Linked DNA regions of Mus musculus: region 1 is linked to region 2. The links are chromatin contacts, called in public Hi-C maps. All regions are on one chromosome and are shown on one strand. The core of a region is the stretch at or near the end of the contact, and the rest is flanking DNA. Distances in the headings are between cores, read along the strand shown. Region 1 overlaps Megf11 (multiple EGF-like-domains 11). Region 2 holds the start of Megf11 (multiple EGF-like-domains 11).

Region 1 (5,554 bases), core at 2,199-4,698, 170 kb after region 2:
ACAATGTTTGCAAATCTAGTCAGTGACTAGTATCAGTATCTATAAAGGAGGAGGGACTGGGAACAGAGCTCAGTGGTAGAGAACTTGGCTAGCATGTATGTGTGAGACCCTAGCTTCAAATTCCACCGTGGCAAAAGAAAGGAGGAAAACACAGAAAGAAAAAGACAAGAGTCTTAGAAGAACACATAGAGATCGATCCAAGAAAATAAAGAAATGGCTAACGGGTACACGCAGAGAGGAACAATACCACCCACCATTTAAAAAATGCACAAAACCCAATGTGATGTCATCCAGGGCAGAACTCAGCTGGCATTGTGCTTGCCTGGCATACAGAGCCCTGGGTTTGAGCCTCAGCACGCTTAAGCTGGGCACAGAGGCACACACCTGGAATTCTATGACTCGGGATGCAGAGGTAGGGAGATCAGGAGTTCAAGGTCATCTTTTAGTTGTATAGTGAGTTTGAGGCTAGCCACCAGGCATCCAGAGGACATGGAATGGCTTTAAAGGGTTAGTGGAGAGGTTGGGGAGAGCAGAGAGAGCTCACCTCGATCTCCCGGACTGTGAGTGTTTGCAAGGATGCTTCAGCAATCCGTCAGGACTTGATGCCCTTTGACACTACATTCTGGGGGATCCTTGTCTGCCTCCAGCATGCGCAGCTGTTGGCATATCCTCTGCTCTCACTGGCACAAAGGCAAGAGGAGGGATACTAAACGTTGTCCCCCTTCCCAGCCCCCGCATAAGCCCTGCTCGGTGGTCCTAGTCAAATCCTCCCCCCACCCTTGGAGGTACGGGATGTGCAGTGCATGCCTCCTGTTTTCATCTGTAAATGAGACAGTTAGCCTGGCGACTCTAGAGTTGGGCAATGCTGCTTCTGAGGACTCAAATCCCAGTTCCAGCTTGATGGCCATGGTAGTGGGGAGGAAAGGGCCTTCCTACTGATCCTTAGTGGAGCCTCGTTAACCATGAAGACATAGCCCTTCTATGCTTCCTGCTTCTCTCTTCATTCTCAACCTAGACAGGAATAGGGAGGCATGGGGACCCTGGGAGAGAGTGTCCTCTCCTGACACTTTCTATTGTCCCTCAGGCAAGGCTGCTGTTGAGTCCTTGGCGGCCTGGGTATAAACTGGTTCTTCTCCCAAACCCGAGCAGAGTGCAGAGCTTACAGGGCCACTGGGAGGCCAAGGCTCTCTCTCCGCTGGACTCTTTCTCACTACATTGAGCTGCTGTGTTGTCAAGGCTGAGTCAACTTTAGATGAATGTGTCTCAAAGCAATTACCCCTGCTGTTGTTCGCTTGGTTCTGCCTAGCTTTTAGCCCCTTACAGATCCAGCATGAGTTAGTTGCCTTCTGCTGGCATCTGCTGGGCCTGGGGGCTTCCCCAGGATGGTAGGTCCTGTGTCAACCCCATACACTAGTGCAGTCACTGTGACAGGAACAGAAGGGAACTGTGGATGGCAACAAATGTTTTGTCAAGGTCTGAGAACAAGAGGAGCTGAGAGTCCCCCATCCAAAGAATTATAATATGGAACAGCAAAACAACAAAACCCAGGGTTCAGCAGCCCTGGCCCCTACCTCAGCAGCTCCATCCGCTCCCTCTCAGTTCAGCCATGTAAATCCTGAGCTCCTGCCAGGGGCTAGTGAGGCCAGGGGGTTCAGGGATAGATATTAAGGAGGAGGGTGTGGCTCCCATCTTCAGAGAACCTGAGAGGAAGCCAGAACTACCAGCATAGAGCCAAGGACAACTCAATATGCTTGCCTGTGTGAACATGTGTGGAGGCTAGAAGTGTCTTCCTTAATCTTTTTCTGCGTTATATATTGATAAAATATTGGTCTCACACTGAAACCCAGACCTTTCCTGTTCATCTGGTCTAGCTAGCCAGCTTGCCCTGGGGGTTCCACCTCTGGATCCTGAGCACTGAGATTATGGGTGGCCTGCCCGACATTTATGTGGGTGCTGGAGTTCTGGACCCTGGTTTTCACATTTGTCCTGTAAACACCTTACCTATGGAGAGATCTCCCAGCCTGGACTTTTGTGGAAAGGGGATCTAGATGTTTGAAAAAAACCATCATAAGAAGCAGCAGAAGGCAGAAGGCAGAAGCCAGGTCTACACCCTGTTCCCCGTTTTAGAAGCAAAGAGTCTTTTAGAGAAAGGTCCAGGGAAGATAAGCAGTGGCTGGGAGTCCCACAGCCAGGATTTGTCAGAGCTCTGAATCTGTTTTTTGAACTTTTGAAACAGGGAATCCTGATGTAGCCCAGGGTGGCCTCAAACTCACAATCCTGCAGCCTCAGCTCCAGCTGTTTGCACAGGCGGCTGTGCTCACAGGATGACCATCTTTCTGGCACTTTCCACACAGATGAAGGTGAGGCAGATGGGAAGGTTGGCAATGAAGAAGAGGCTAAAAAAGACCCAAAGGGGGCTGAGATCTCACCTGGCCCATGCTGTGAGTCTCTGGCAGTTGGGGTTTCACAGCAAAGCAGTGGGTCTATTGGGCTCTCTGCTCATCTCCCCTCCTGGCTAAGCCTTCCCGAAGTCCCAACCTCTCTCTTTTGGTGATAACCCAGACCCAGTGGCAATGCCCAGGGAACCCTTGTGGACATGCACGGATTCCTTTCCTGGTCACTGTCTCCCATGGGTGGCTTTCTGGACAAGTGAGATGTGAGAAGGAGCTGATGACAGGTCACCTGTGTTATAATCAGGCCAGAGTCAGGTGACAGGGTGGGTAGGGACAGCTCAGAGACCTTTGATGGAGGACTAAAGACAGCGTGCCCTCCCAATCCTTTCTCGGTCCTGGGATGACATGTACCAGGAAGGGAGCCCTTCCCAGAACCCACTGCTCCACACAAGGAATGCCTGCCCCACCTGTTCCTGAGAAGTCAGGCTATAGGCAGAGGGTGGAAACTTCTTAGGATCCCCTCACACCTGATATCTGCTTCCTCTCCAATGAGGAAGATCTGGAATTAGAGTCATGTCATGGGTCATATCATGAAAGCTGGCTTCTTGTACCTGTTTGTACCAGAAACTGGGCATCCTAGAGTTCATCCATGTAGGTTGCCTGTTAGAGGGAGTATTGGTGATAATAAAAAAAGAAAAAAGAAAAAAAAGGGGGGGGGAGGTGTATTCTATCCGACTCAGCTCTGACCATCTGCTCCCTGAGAACAAAATTAATAAGTGACACACAGGGGAGCCTTGAGCACTGGAGAGTGAGAAGGGAGGGGAGTCTGCCTCAAATGTGACAAAGGCAGAGCCGAGTGGCGGGAGCCAAGCTGGCATCATCACGAGGGTCTGGCAGTCAGTGCCCACACTCCTCCTGGGCTCCACGGGGGGTGGGGGTTGTAAAGGACACGACTCCCCCCCCCCATACACATAACTGCACAGCTATGTTTCCAAGGTGCTGTGGGAAGCATGGTACGCGGAGGAAGGAAGGAATCACACAGCAACCATGCTGGGTGCCAGCCAGGAGGGTCCAGCAGGCAGGGGAGAGAGACATGCAGCCTCTGTCAGCCCAGAGGGCTGGGATAGAATGAATGCAGCCCCAGCAAGCCCTGAGTTTGCAGTGTGCCACTGGAGATAGATATGAACATTCCACCCACCCTCCCCAGCTTGTGAGTGATGACCAGGACTCCAGGTTAGGATGCTAAGGCCCAGGGCACTCAGCTGCTCTGCAGTGGGGATTGTCTAGGTGTGTTCTTGCCCCAGTGTCAGGCTTTATATGGGGCCCGAGATCACACCAGGTTCCTCTCCTGTGTAGCCTGCCCTCCTAACTCATACTCAGAACATATCTCCTGTACAGTTCCGTAGCTGTTCACCACTGCCCTCCACCTCATTCCAACAAGGAAACTGAGACCTCTACACACACAGCCGGCTAGTGGCAGAGCCAGGGTTTGAGCAAGTCTCTGTAGATCACACTTAAAATCGCAGCTGGCACTTTGCAGGGCTCTGTCATCGCTCTCTTGTCCTTTCTGTGCTTGGAGATGGGCAGGCTGTGAAGCACCACAGAGGCCATGTCACTTGCTGCACTCTATGTCCTGTAACAAGCACACAGCTCATCGACGACCCTATGGGCTCGCTCATGACACCTGCCTGGTTACCTCCGTTTCCCCCAGTCTCACCTTTATTGGCTTCTTCCCTTGATGCTCTGACAGAACACCTGAGAAAAGCAGCTTAAGAAAGGAAGGGTTCAGCCGGGCAGTGGTGGTGCACGCCTTTAATCCCAGCACTCAGGAGGCAGAGGCAGAGGCAGGCGGATTTCTGAGTTTGAGGCCAGCCTGATCTATAGAGGTAAGTTTCAAGACAGCCAGGGCTACACAGAGAAACCCTGTCTTGAAAAACAAAAAAACAAACAAAAAAGAAAGAAAGAAAGAAAGAAAGAAAGGAAGGAAGGAAGGAAGGAAGGAAGGAAAGAAGAAAGAAAGAAAGAAAGAAAGAAAGAAAGAAAGAAAGAAAGAAAGAAAGAAAGAAAGAAAGAAAGAAAGGAAGAAAGAAAGGAAGAAAGAAAAGAAGGGTTCATTTGGGTGGTGGCGCACGCCTTTATCCCAACACTTGGGAGGCAGAGGCAAGCAGACCTCTGAGTTTAGAGGCCAGCCTGGTCTACACAGCGAGTTCTAGGATAGCCAGGGCTACATAGAGAAAAACTCTGTCTCAAAAACAGACAAACAAACAAGAAGGGGAGTAATAAAAAAGGAGATGTTTATTCTGGCTGGCATGTAGAAGGTGCGGTCCACCAGGGCAGGGAAGGCATTATAGCCAATGGCGGAGGCAGCTGGTCACATGACATCCACAACCAGGAAGCAGAGTGCTGAATGCTGGCACTCAGTTTGATTTTTCCTTCTCCTTCGTCCTGGGAGCCTTATCCTTGGAGGGGTTCCACACAGTTAGGCCTGCCTCAACTAATCTACTCTAGAAATAGAAATTCATCTCCTAGGTGACTCTAGTAATATAGATCCCATCAGGTTCATGATCAATATTGGCTATCATATCTTATCTCCCTTTCGTCCACTGGCCTGTAGCCAGCTCTGAAGCCAGGGCAGCATCCGCTGTGCCTCTATCTGGCGTGGTCCTCGGCACCTGGTGCTCACTATTTAACTGTGTGCGTTTCCTCTCCCTCACTTCCTGCCCTGAGACTTCCTCCACAGTGGGGCTGACGTCTTGTCTTCACAACATCGAGCTCCTTCCTCATGCTGCCTGGCACATAGTAGACACTGTCTTTAGTGAGATCCAGTGGGTTTGCTCTTCCATTTGACTCTACCCTCTCACCGTGGTGGTGGGGTTAGGGCTGGGGAAGAGCATCTGGCTCTGTAGGAGGCTTCAACAAGAAAACAAACAAGCAAAGCAAAGTTTGTTACTTGCTCTTCCAGAGATTACGCTAAGTTCCTTAAACATCACGCTATAAGACTGGACTCGCATGGGTCCTTCCGAGGTAGCCAACACGACTTGTAGCTAGAGAGAAAAGAAAGGTCCTGGAAAGGAAAGAAGCAGAGCCACAGGAAAGATACAACTTGAGGTTTCAATGGTCCAGATGGAACATAGCGCCAAGGCACTGGGGGGACTGGGAGC
Region 2 (5,920 bases), core at 1,717-4,216:
AGGGGAGGGAAGGCATGAGGGGCCATCTCAGCTAGGAAGGGGGACAGTACCCCTTTTCTTAGCCCTGGGCACCCCTGTCTCTGGGATTTATTTCCAGGAAGGAGGAGTCATTCCAACTTGGACAGAACAGTTCTGGCTTCTGCCCTCTCACCCTGTTCAGGCAGAAAGGCACATCCTTGTGCCCACAGAGGACAGATAACAGCACAAAGACTTGAGTTGGGGTGTCAGATTCTGGGTCCCTCAATCAGCTCATGGTACCTTTTCCCTCCTTCCTAAGGTATAATATGTGTGTGTGCACATATATATGCATATGTGTGTCTATGTATATATATATATGTACATATATATACATACATACATATATATATATATATATATATATATATATATATATATATATATATAATGATAGAACATACTTCTATGTATCGCTCAGTTGGTAGAGTGCATGCCTCACATGCATGAAGTCCTGGGTTTGATTCCCAGCACTGTGTAAAACCTGGCATAGTGCCATACACCTGGAATCCTAGCACTTGGGAGGTGGAGGCGAAAGATCAGAAGTTCAAGGTCATCCTTAGTTAAGTTCAAGGGCAGCCTGGCACGGCTCATCACCAGCACATTCAGCTGAGTGTAAGCTTTTGGGTGGCGACTGGACTTTGTTTGAGATTCTACCCTTTGGTGAGTAGCATAGTCTTAGATGTTACAGCTTCCCAAATAAACTTGGAGAAGTTGGGCCAGGCCAAGCACTATTGTGCCTCCTGCAAGCAGGCTCTCCTGGCAAGTGAATGATGGATTGTAGGTTCCGGCCGACCCCAAGCTGACTCCTAGAGATGTTTGCTAAAAGTGCTTCTGGCTCTGTTGTGACATGTGTTCTTGGAGGCCTGCCATCTGGGCAGGGAAAGCCCAGCTTTATAGATCCGTGCAGCTTTTTAGAGTATGGCAGAAAACCAGGCACCCACCCCCCTGTCCCTCAGCAGTCCTTAGACACATGATCCCTGCCTGGCAGTATGTGAGTGCAGCCAAGGAACGAGCCGGGCAGGACAGCCTGCTTTGTGCTGCTCTAGAGCACAATGGGTATCCAGAAAGACCCACCCAGCTCCACGAATCCACCAGCCCACTTAGACATTTCTACCACACAGAAAGTCAGAGTGAGAGGCACGGTAAATAAAGGTGGAGCTCAGAATCCAAGAGCCACTGTGCAGAGGAAGCTGTGTAAGCCTAGACTAATTTTAATTAAGCTAATATTAACCGCAGACAGTGGCCAAGTGCCACCAGTCACTGTTCCAGGAAATGGGCTTTGGTTTAATCCTCAGAAGGCTTGTGGTAATGTTAGCATTCCCATTTTACAAACAGGGAAACTGAAGCTAGAGGGACTCAGTGATCTTTCTAATGTCACAGTGAGTGGAGCTGGCTTCCCAGTGTGAGACTCACACCCCCTAGGGCTATGAAGTTGGGAACTTTTTCCAATGTCAGATTTGGTCTCCTCACTGCCAGATGGGGAACTTCATATATCACTAGATGGTTGGTCCTGCAAAGGAGGGGCTAGAGCACTAGAGAAGGCAGGAAGCTCCTGGGGTGCAGAATTTAAGGAGGGACTCACTCTGGCGGGTGAGTGACCCGGGTGTTTGCTAAGTGCTTCACCCGGTTTCAAGCTCTACTTTTATGTTGTGAACAAGAGGCTCTGCCATCTGTTGTCCGTTTAGTTTGACATTCCAAGGTAAGGAACTGCTGGGGAGGTTGGTTTGGAGTTTTGGGACCTGAAACCCCAATGCAGAAAGATCTCATCTGCTCACACCATTCCTGCAGAAGCCTAGCACTTACTGGATGAACCTGGTCTGGTGCTTGCAGAGCAGGGCTGCCTGTTGTGGGCCAATGGGAAGAGGGCTTCTTCTTATTTCTCCAAACCCCACTGGGCTGAAATGGACAGATGACAGGGAGTACACTCCTGGGGAAAGAGCTGGATCCTCAGGCTGCACGGGAGCCTGGGTCGAGTGGCTTGTCCCAAAGCCACAGACAATCTGCCTGTTCTAGTGGCAAAATTCTCCCTCCGGGTGCAGGACACCTTTCCCAAGTGTGGGACCCCACCTCACTTCAAGGGAAGGAAACACCCCACCACCCCCACCTCTGGCAAACAGGGAAGCAGGAGTGAGCCCCTCATATCTTGGAAAGGAGTAGGGGTGACCAGCAGGTGTTCCCACCACCTGGCTAGGACCCACTTACAAGCACACGAGGTGTAGTCTAAAGTGTCACCTGACTGAAGACTTCCAGGTGGCTCTGGGTGCAGTGCCAGGCCTCTGACACCCTATCATTAACATGCACCCTCCTCTGCCCCCCCCCACCCCCCATCTCATCCCCTGTTCGAAGACCTTGAAGTCTACAAGAAGCCCCGCTGGTTTAAGTCCAGCCTTTGGAGTTGACCACAGCAGTCCAGCCTTTGGAGTTGACCACAGCATGGCAAGTTCTTACTCTGGGGCCTGGCTGTCTGCACTTTACCTGGTGCAGCTCAGCTTGTTCTGCACACTGAGTTCTTTGCTTTTCTAGCTTTCCCTGGGTATCTATCTGTACTCAGCTTGTTAAAAGCTCAGTTTGGGGCATATTCCTGGTCCCCTTCCATCCTGGGCTAGCTTCGCCAGCCAGAGCTTCTACAAAGAACAGGTGCAGAGGCCACGCTAATCGGTCGGTCAGAAGGAAAAAAAAAAGGGGGGGGGGAGGGAGAAGGGAGTCGCGAGGGGTTAAAAGGAAGAGATACAGAAAAGAGAGAGCGGGGGAAAAACGGTAAAAGAACGATAACGGGTGGATGCAGAGTAGGGAAGTGAGAAGAGAACAGAGGGAATTAAAGAAGGCAACCGGCAGAGAGAAAGCTAGGAAAAAGAGCGAGGGAATGCGCGCGATCGCAGGGTCTGAAAAGAGGTGGGAGGGAGAGGGAGAGCGGAGGGAGGAGGGAAGAGGGAGGGGCCGAGGGACGCAGGGGGGTGGGGGCTGCCGTGGCAGCAGTCGCAGCGGCTCCAGCCTCCTGCTTGCTCACTCGTTCTCAGTGCCCGGAGCCGGCTGCCCGGCTCGGGGCGGTTCGCAGCTCCCTCTCCTGCCTGGGGACCTGAAGCCGCTCCGGCTCCGGGGTATAGGACCGCGCGACTGGCTGGCCCAAGCCCGGGGCGCGCCACGGAAGCAGGTAGATGGTTGGGTGGGGTCCGCGGGGACCCGGAGCCTCGGAGCACTGTGGGTGCATTGGGTCGGGGTGTGGGTTCCAGTTCAGGGGAGGGGGCTTTGCAGCGTCGCGACTAACTTTCCACCAGCTCCGTGGGTCCTCCGTGGCCAGGTCCCGGCTCTAGAAGGCGAGTTTGGCGAGGGGCAGAAGGTGGATGGCTGGGCTTGCGGGAGCGCCCGGGGGTCTATGCGAGACGTAGAGAGCCTCGGCTGGGCCAGGCGCGCGTCCTCTGGCCGCAGTCAGGACGCAGCGGCCGCCGCGTCTCCACGTGCGGGGGAAGACCCGAGAGTCGCGGTGCGGGTGTCCGGAAGAAGGAACCTGCCAGCTCTGCGCGAATCTGGGGTCTCCCGGCCGAGAGCCATTCTAGATGTGCGGGACCTTCGCCCCGCACCGCGTCCTTCCGACCCGGGTCCCGACGCAGAGCTGCGGGGCCGCGCGCAGGTCCCCGCGGAGCCCAAGCCCAGCCGGTGCCACGCGCAACGTGGACTCACTCTCTTTTTTTCCTCCTGATCCTGTCTACCCACTTTCACTGAGGGAATCCCGGACGCCCTGCAGTCCTGCGGGTCGCCCCTGGCTACATACCTCCGACCCTCGGCGGAGACCCCAACACCCAAAGTTAAAAGAGAAGCGAGTCCCTCTTCCTGCGCTCGTGGGCGGCTGTCCCGAACTTCCTAACTTCTCTCCCAAACGCGGGCGGTAGTGTTGTAGCTGGGCACACAGTGGTCCTGGTGGCAGCCCTGCGCAGGCACCTTCCCCTAAGACTTGATTTAGTCTTTTAATTTTTAGGAGGAAAAAAAAAAGACTTGAAAAATAGGTAAAACCGTTCCTTCCCGGGACCAAGGTTGCGAGTGGGACGGAGTCACGATCGGTCTGTAGTCTGGGAGCTCTGGGTCTCCGCCTGGCGGGCCCCAGAGCCCTCGAACCCCAGATGCTTTTTCCTGGAACTGCCTCCCACGCTCCATCCCACTGTCGTCGCGTCTCAGAATCCGTCCCCGTGAGTGCCTGCTGCGAGGCCAGCCGGCCTCTTTCCGGGCTGGTGATGCTCTCGAGAAAAACCGGTCCAAGTGACTGGGATCAGATTCTCCCACGCCTGGTCCCTCCGGGAGCCTATACAGCAGGGCCTCCCGCAGGTTGGAGGATGCTTACCAGGAGGTTAGGGCTCCCCGCCTTCCCAGCTCTCTGTGGCAAGGATACTTGTGCCCAGCGCATCTGCGCCCATCACTGTCCTGGGGGAAACTGGGGTTAATGTCCTGACCAGGTGGTGGCGCGCGGCAGGCTGCCGGGACCGTCCCGAGCCTGCCCCGATAGTGTTTTGGCTCCGGGAGTCCAGTGGCTGGATTCGCCGACCCTCATCTCTTTCCAGCGTTCGGTCTTTGTTGGACTGCAAGCCGAAAAGATCTTTTGTGAGGCTTAGCGGAGGTTTAGAAGTAGCAAAAAAGCTGGAGTTCTTTGCAGAGAGGATCATCTACGGGCCATCGCCCCCTCCCTGAAGGTTGGGTTCAGTGTCCCAGAGCATTGACATTAACGCCCAGCCTAGGATGTGAAGCTTAACCTGTTTCTTTGGCGGCTTTTCCTGCGGTGTGCACCAAGCACCGGGCTCTTGCTGTTGCTCACACATTGTTTAAGCCCCTAGAAAATTGAAGCCTGTAACTGCAGTCCTTCCCTTTCCTCCCATTCTGCAGATCAGCCTACTGAAGCCCAAAGAAGTGAAGGGACTCCCTTAGAGCTGACTAAGGGAAGTCTTCCTGCCTAAGGGCTGGGCACCTTTCCTGATTTCCCCCGTTGATTTCCACTTTCTTAGTGTTAGGCCATTGAATGATGAAAAGGCTGGAGGGCCAGGAGGTTGGAAGGTTAGAGGCAGGACACCGTGGGTAACCAGCATCTCCCAAGAGGAGCCATGTCTACTGTATGCCAAGTTTGTGCTTTGCCTGTCTGCTTTAAGATGCCACGGACCTGCCTCTCCGGTGGCCTGTGGGGCACACGTGGAGGGCACAACAGGGGTTGCTGTGTAGCAGAGTCCGGCAGGCACTCTCAGCTGAAACCATTCCCACAGGATCTAGAGTGAGCCTCACGCACTACTACGGGAAGAGAAAGATTTCCCAAGCCAAGGTTTCACTGCTAACCTCAGGCAGTGAAACGGTGTGGGTCAAGGAGAACTCAAGTTCAGCACTTGGCCTACAGGTCCACAACCTCTGTGGAAGGGGAAGGTTAGCAGTTGTCTCTGAAGGCAGAAGTCAGTGACCCTAGGGCCAGGGAGATGGCTGTGGAAGCTGCGGAAGCTGTTACCCCCCTCTCTCCTGCTTGTTTCCCCCCCCCCCCCCGCAAGCTTCCTAGGTTTCACGGAGGCTTCACGCATTCCTTTGCTTCTGCCAAGCCTCACTTATAGAAAGCAGGTGCTGGCAAATGAGATGGTCCAGCCCAGTAAGGGTGCTTGCGGCCAAGCCTGACAACATGAGTTCAATCCTGGAGACTCACGTGGTGGGAGGAGAGAGCTGATTCCCACAAAATTTGTCCTCCTGCCTTCACATGCTTGCTGTGGCATGCACCCTCTCTCCCTAAACACATACATAAACAGACAAGTGTAGTAGATTCTAGGTGCTTGGGTATTCTAGGCTTTGTATGAACTGGGCCTTTCCCCTCCTAGGGACATCTGGTCAACCCTTAGCTCTGCAGCAACTCCTTGGGCCCAGGGACTCAGCCAAGCATGGTCCCCAG

What was found. Hi-C and Micro-C count contacts between places; a contact is called where the count stands out from the background.
Region 1: a contact with region 2 is called in a Hi-C map of cerebellum, with 1.7 times the contacts expected there. The contact joins the enhancer-like site here to the promoter of Megf11 in region 2. A contact is called at or near these places in 12 of 39 promoter capture datasets (the 3T3-L1 cell line, the HPC-7 cell line, the SN4741 cell line and 8 more), 1 of 15 datasets of contacts at CTCF or cohesin (pro-B cells), 3 of 484 Hi-C or Micro-C datasets (bone marrow-derived macrophages and cerebellum), 10 of 115 datasets of contacts at active chromatin or transcription factors (embryonic forebrain, embryonic hindbrain, embryonic stem cells and 5 more) and 3 of 9 other capture datasets (adipose tissue, liver and pancreatic islet).

The regions. Positions count from the first base shown.
Region 1 is chr9:64,552,478-64,558,031 of GRCm38.p6, forward strand. The region is part of intron 5 of Megf11 (multiple EGF-like-domains 11); the gene reads left to right. Among named protein-coding and RNA genes, the nearest start is that of Gm36311, 130 kb to the right of the region's middle. Within about 2 kb of position 3,449, at least 9 of the 459 cell types and tissues checked have an H3K27ac peak or open chromatin away from gene starts, as enhancers often do. A contact at or near this core is called in cerebellum and hippocampal neurons, where this site is marked.
Region 2 is chr9:64,382,660-64,388,579 of GRCm38.p6, forward strand. Megf11 (multiple EGF-like-domains 11) reads left to right here and starts at 2,967. Exons shown (of 25, transcript NM_001134399.1): 1 at 2,967-3,169.